Linked DNA regions of Cricetulus griseus: region 1 is linked to region 2. A link is a contact called in public Hi-C data. All regions are on one chromosome and are shown on one strand. Each heading gives the region's core, a stretch centred on a gene start, on an enhancer-like site or on the middle of the called end of the contact. The rest is flanking DNA. Distances are from core to core; before and after follow the strand shown.

The links. Hi-C and Micro-C count contacts between places; a contact is called where the count stands out from the background.
Region 1: a contact with region 2 is called in a Hi-C map of fibroblasts, with 6 times the contacts expected there. The contact joins the promoter of App here to the enhancer-like site in region 2. A contact is called at or near these places in 3 of 8 Hi-C or Micro-C datasets (the CHK-Q cell line, the CHO-K1 cell line and fibroblasts).

What each region holds. Positions count from the first base shown.
Region 1 is chr4:11,757,244-11,759,943 of CriGri-PICRH-1.0, forward strand. It overlaps App (amyloid-beta precursor protein), which reads left to right and starts at 1,270. Exons shown (of 15, transcript XM_027412368.2): 1 at 1,270-1,396. The coding sequence starts at 1,340. It overlaps LOC118238768, which reads right to left and starts at 1,329. Exons shown (of 2, transcript XR_004769844.1): 1 at 667-1,329; 2 at 1-488.
Region 2 is chr4:11,349,391-11,352,090 of CriGri-PICRH-1.0, forward strand. No RefSeq gene overlaps it. Among named protein-coding and RNA genes, the nearest start is that of Cyyr1, 92 kb to the right of the region's middle. Within about 2 kb of position 1,326, at least 2 of the 6 cell types and tissues checked have open chromatin away from gene starts, as enhancers often do. A contact at or near this core is called in the CHO-K1 cell line and fibroblasts, where this site is marked.

The DNA.
Region 1 (2,700 bases), core at 20-2,519, 410 kb after region 2:
TCAATAATCTAGAATAAGTCTCCAAGGTCTTGCCTCCAAGCTAATTTAATGGAGGCATTTCCTCCAATTTAGGGTCCTTCTTCCCAGATGACCACAGCTCAAGTCAAGTTGTTAAAAAACACATGAGGTGAGGAAAAAGGTAGTGGCATCAGAGCCAGAAACTCATCCGGCATTATCTCCTGACCCCTCTCACTAGGCCATAGGGTTTTGCCACATCCAGTCAGGAGGGGGTGAATATCTGGATGGTTCTAGGCCATTCTAGCACTGCACTATTTGCGATTCATGCAGGAGAAAATGGCTTTACAGAGGTCCTTTTCTGTGATTTAAGGCAGATGCCAAGAAGGACAAGAGCAGAGTTCAGGCCAAAGTCCTTGGTGAAGGAGGAGGAACCAGGGCCATAGCGCAGGATCCCTTCCAGCTCAACTTTATCTCCTCTCCATCTTAGATTTCACCTCCGTCTCCTCCGATCCGGATGCCTCTCTTCTTCTCTGAAACCGCCCAAATCAAACAAAAATGCAACAACAATTAAAAAATACCCCCACGCCCCACTATAAACCTAAAGAAAACCGGTCTTTCTGCGTCCTGGGTGGCAAGCCCTTTTCTGGCGCATTCTAACGACAAAAATTCCAGGTTGCTGGGGGCGGGGGCGGCGGGGGTGGAGGTTACCCTTGTGCAAAGAAATCCTATTGCTGATGTTCTCGGCCTCGCGCCACCTCTCCAAACAGAGCAAATGAACTGCAGATAATAAAAACGCACCGCAGCAGAGGCTCCCCAGCCACATTCCAGAGAGGCCTGCGGGGTCGGGTGACTCAAGCTCACGGGGACGAGCCGGGAGCGCTCCCGACTTTCCTGGAACCCAAACGTGAATCCTAGGATTCACCCCCGCTCCCCGCACCCCTGCCTGCCCCGGACTGCCGGTCCCTGTCCCTGACCCGGGTCATCCCTTCCTTGGTTCCCGGAGCCCAGGGAGGGGGGGGCGCGGGTTCCGCAGCGGCGTGCCGGTGCCCGGGCCACCGCACCTGTGGGCTGCTGGCCGGGGTCGCCTCCGGTGGCGCCCGGGCGGGCGCAGCTCCCCGGGCTCCGCTAGAGGTCTCTGTCGGGTGGCGAGCCGGGTGGGCGGGATCAGCTGACTCTCCCGGCTGCGAGCCCCGCCGCCGCCGCCGCGCTCCTGCTCTGTCAGTTTCTTCAGCGGCGGGAGGCGAGAGCACCCCGAGCCGAGCAAGCGAGCGAGCGCGGGGGCTCCCGGAGACCGCGGCGGCGACAGCGACGCGGACCCAGGCAGGGCGCGGCGGATCTCCCATTCGCACCCAGCGCACTCGCTGCCCCAAGCGGGATCACGATGCTGGCCGGCTTGGCGCTGCTCCTGCTGGCCGCCTGGACCGTCCGGGCGCTGGAGGTGGGTGCCGCGCCTCGGGAAAGGGACCGGGGCGGGGGTCGGGGAGGCGGGCGCCGGGTGGGTGGGTGGGTGTGGGTATGGGGGACCCGATCCTGCTCACCCAGCACGGAGCTGGGGTCGTGAGAGGCTGGGGACTGTCGCGGGCATCCCGCTCTCCGCCGCCCCCGCCTGCGGGCGCCCTGCGCATCGGCGTCTCCGGCCCAGCCCTGCCCAGGGACGCGCTGCCCGGCCCGCGGACAGGGAGCGGGCGAGGCGCCGGGCTCCCCCGACCCGTGCCAGCCCCGGGCGAGGGCGAGGGGGTGAGCCTGAGCGCAGACCCCGACCGACTCCTCCCTGCCCGGAGAGCCGGGCTGGGGGGTGCGGAGACAGCCAGGCGGTGGGGGGAAGGGGACACGTGTGGGAGAACTGAAAGCGCGGAGTCCCCGAATCCCGTGCCCCGCGAGGAAATCGCCGCCCTTCCCTTTCCCCGGGGCGAGCCCTGGCTGGGGACGGGGACATCTCTGGGAGCCGGGGAGCGCCTGGCTCCCCTTCCCTTCCCTTCCCTTCCCGTCCCTCCTTCCCTTCCCCCGCCCGACTCGGCGGCGCGAAGCCCCTTCGCTCCCGGCGGCGCGGCGGCGGCTGCAGCCTGCGCAGCGACCCCTCTCCCGAGCGGGCGCGGGGTCGCGCGCCGCCTTCCGCGGGCAAACTTTGTGCATTTCCGTGTCTCCCTTTTGTGTTAAGTTGCAAGTGACTGGGGGTGTGTTGGGGGGGAACCGGAGAGCGGCGGCCCCCCGGCAGGCACCGTCCTTCACACTGGACGTCCCGGGCTCTCTCCGCTGTGCCTCCAGCTTCTCCCAGGGACCCAGAAGGTTCCCCGGGAACAAAAGCGGCGACACCCCGCCCTCGCCGTCCAGGGCGCGGTGGCGGAGCCGAGGGAGTTTGTGCGCCACCGCGGCGGCTCCCTTCCCCGCGCCGCGCGTCTGTCCCCGAGGGCCCGGGGGTGCTGCCGGGGCCCCGCGGTCTCCCTCCCCCGCATCGCCACCACCTAGTGCCGACCCTGAGCGGGGCTGCAAAGTCCTCGCAGGGAGAGGGGGGGGTGAGGGGGACAGAGAGCCGGGAGCGAGGCGTGCGTCTGCAAAGGGCAGTGCCGGGCGGTGGGGAGGCTGGGGCTCCTGAGCATCCAGGGAGGCGTTGGTCTGATTGAGGTGGGGCCTCCTCAGGGCAGTTCTGGGGACTCCAGCTTAGTCACCCCTGGGGGCGCAGGATGCTGGGGACGGTCCTCAGGGTCCTTTTTGGGAAGGGTGCAGATAAAAAAAAAAGGGTCG
Region 2 (2,700 bases), core at 76-2,575:
AATGCCACATGCCAGTCCTCACCTTATATCATGAATATGGGGAGTTTGTGTGACCATCATACTACCCGATCTTTACATACTCATGGTCTCATATACTCTGTTTTTAGAACAATGTGGTAGCAGGTTTAATAAAATAGACGGTAACATTTAGCATAGCTGGTTGCGGTCTCACAGAGGTGTGGAAGGAATTTGTTAGATGTGTAATCACTGTGACTCACTGTCAAGACAAAAGTTTCAGACATTTAAGGCTTTCAATGTTAGAAAAGCACAGAGATCTTTTTTGGCACTGGTTCAGGGATTCGGAGATTTACAATGGATGGTGTATATGGAGAAAGATAATGTCTGTTGAGAAATGAGCTGGTGAGAACTCCGGGTGTCACAGGACCCAGGCCATCTGCACAATCTCTCAGAGGAAGACAGTCTCTCAGACGCTCAGTTCTCTGGCACACACAGGTAGGCAATTGGATTAGCTAATTTTTGTAAAGATTTAGGACTATTATTTTTCCAATGTCAACATAATATATATTACTTCTTATAGCACTCAGTGTTTGAGAAATGCCCAGAGAGAGAGAGAGAGAGAGAGAGAGAGAGAGAGAGAGAGAGAGAGGGAGAGGGAGAGAGAGAGTCTCCTAATGGAATGCTGGATAAATCACCTTCAGCTGTGCACTCTTCATAGTACATAAAAAGGTGCTTTCTGCAGAAACCAAGTGGTGTCAGAAAAGAAATTGAAAGGCAAATTGATAGTGGAATATTTTGTTTATAGTTAATGGTAAATATGCAGTTCATACTTATTCCAAATCAACAAATCCTGCACAGGGCATGTATTTTAATAGAACTTAATAACTGTGGGAGCAAAAGAGGAAACAAAATGATTGAACATGTATTTATGGAATACATCCCAGTTCCTAAGCAACAAGACATTGTTCCAACAAAAACAAAAGTAGATAATTACAGATCCAGGTATATTTGGCCTTCTGTGTCTAAGGAAGGGTATCAGCAAGAAATAGAACTATGCGTGACTCCTAAAGGCATCTTTGCATGCAGTAAAAGCAGTGCAGCACCTCCCTATGACTTGGACTCCTGCAGGTTTCAATGCTCACAGTTGGCAACAGTTCATAGTTCATGGTTCCTGACCCATCTTGTTGTTATTGGAGTAATCTGTTCAGCATGTTTTGCTCCAGTTTGGCATTCAGGGTAGAAGGAAAAGGAAACAAAACAGATATCAGTCCAGTTGCCTAGACATGTTCTAAGGACAAGTCCTGTGCTGTGACATGCCACCGGGTGAGTCAAAGGATGTCCACTGTGCTGATTTATGTAAGAAATGGTGACTCAGCACTGGTGGAGCTTCAGTGGTGACTGAATCAGTCAGGCTCTAGATTCTTCACATCACGATGCTTAGACATCTACTATTTAGATTCTAGCTCATTTCTCCACCTAGGTAAAAATGCAGGACATAGGAAAAAGTATTTCTTACTGCTGCGAATCAAGCAATTCAAACAAAGCCCTGGAAGTGAGTTGTTATTTGTCATTAAACTCTTACAACTTAAGAAGCTAAAATAAATCAATAAAGAAGTAAATGGTTTGGGGCTGACCTATTCTAGAAGGGCAGTGGAAGGTTCTCATGATGGAGTCAGGATGGAGATGATGTCATACACACCAAAACTGAAAATACTGAATGAAACACAGTAACATCCTGCAAACTCAACAAAGGCTACAAATTCGGTATCCACACTTTGGGAAATTGCCTTATGTAATAGTATCAGCAAATTAAAATTAATTAGGAAATTTGGATACACACATTGCTTCTACACTATCCATTCTATTTATAATAGAATTGCCCCCAAGAAGCTTATAGGAGTATCTGTTGCAGTATGGTTTCCTTTAACACAACAAAAGTGGTAACAGTCTAACAGCAAATGAAAGAAGGATGGGTAAGTACATTATAGAAAACTGAAGCATTACAAAACTATACATAGTAGAAAATGAGGGAACTTCAGATTCGTTCGTCGGTGAGAAAAAATCTTGAAACTCATACTAAATGAAAAACATTTAAGCTACAGGAGGATATCATTCACACAGATTTACCAATTATAGAATATTCCTACACTGTCTTAGTTAGGCTTTCTATTGTTGTGAAGAGATGCCATGACCATGACAATTCTTATAAAGGAAAACATTTAATTGCATGGCTTATAGTTCAGAGGTACAGTCCGTTATCATCGTGTAGAACATGGCAGACATGGTACTGGACAAGTAGCTAAGAGTACTACATCTTGTGCAATCAGCAAAAAGTGGTGTGTCTCACTGAGTGTGGCTTGAGCATAAATGAGACCTCAAAGTCTGCCTGCACAGTGACACACTTCCTCCAACAAAGTTACACCCCCTACTTGTGCCACTCCCTTTGGGGGCTATTTTCCTTCAAACCATCACATACACCTTATTTATCAATATCTGATAGCAAGCTGTGCACACAAGCTCGGAACTCCATAGACACTTCTGAAAGGGAGGTTTGGGGCAGAATTCAGGGATTACAAGAAGAGCTTGTGTATACCTTTACACACACACACACACACACACACACACACACACACACACACACACACGATTAAATGAAAAAGAGGTTGTCAATTTGAGGGGCCATGGGAGGAGTTGTAGGGGATGTACCTGAGACGGGATAGAGGGAAGAAAGGGAAGAGAGAA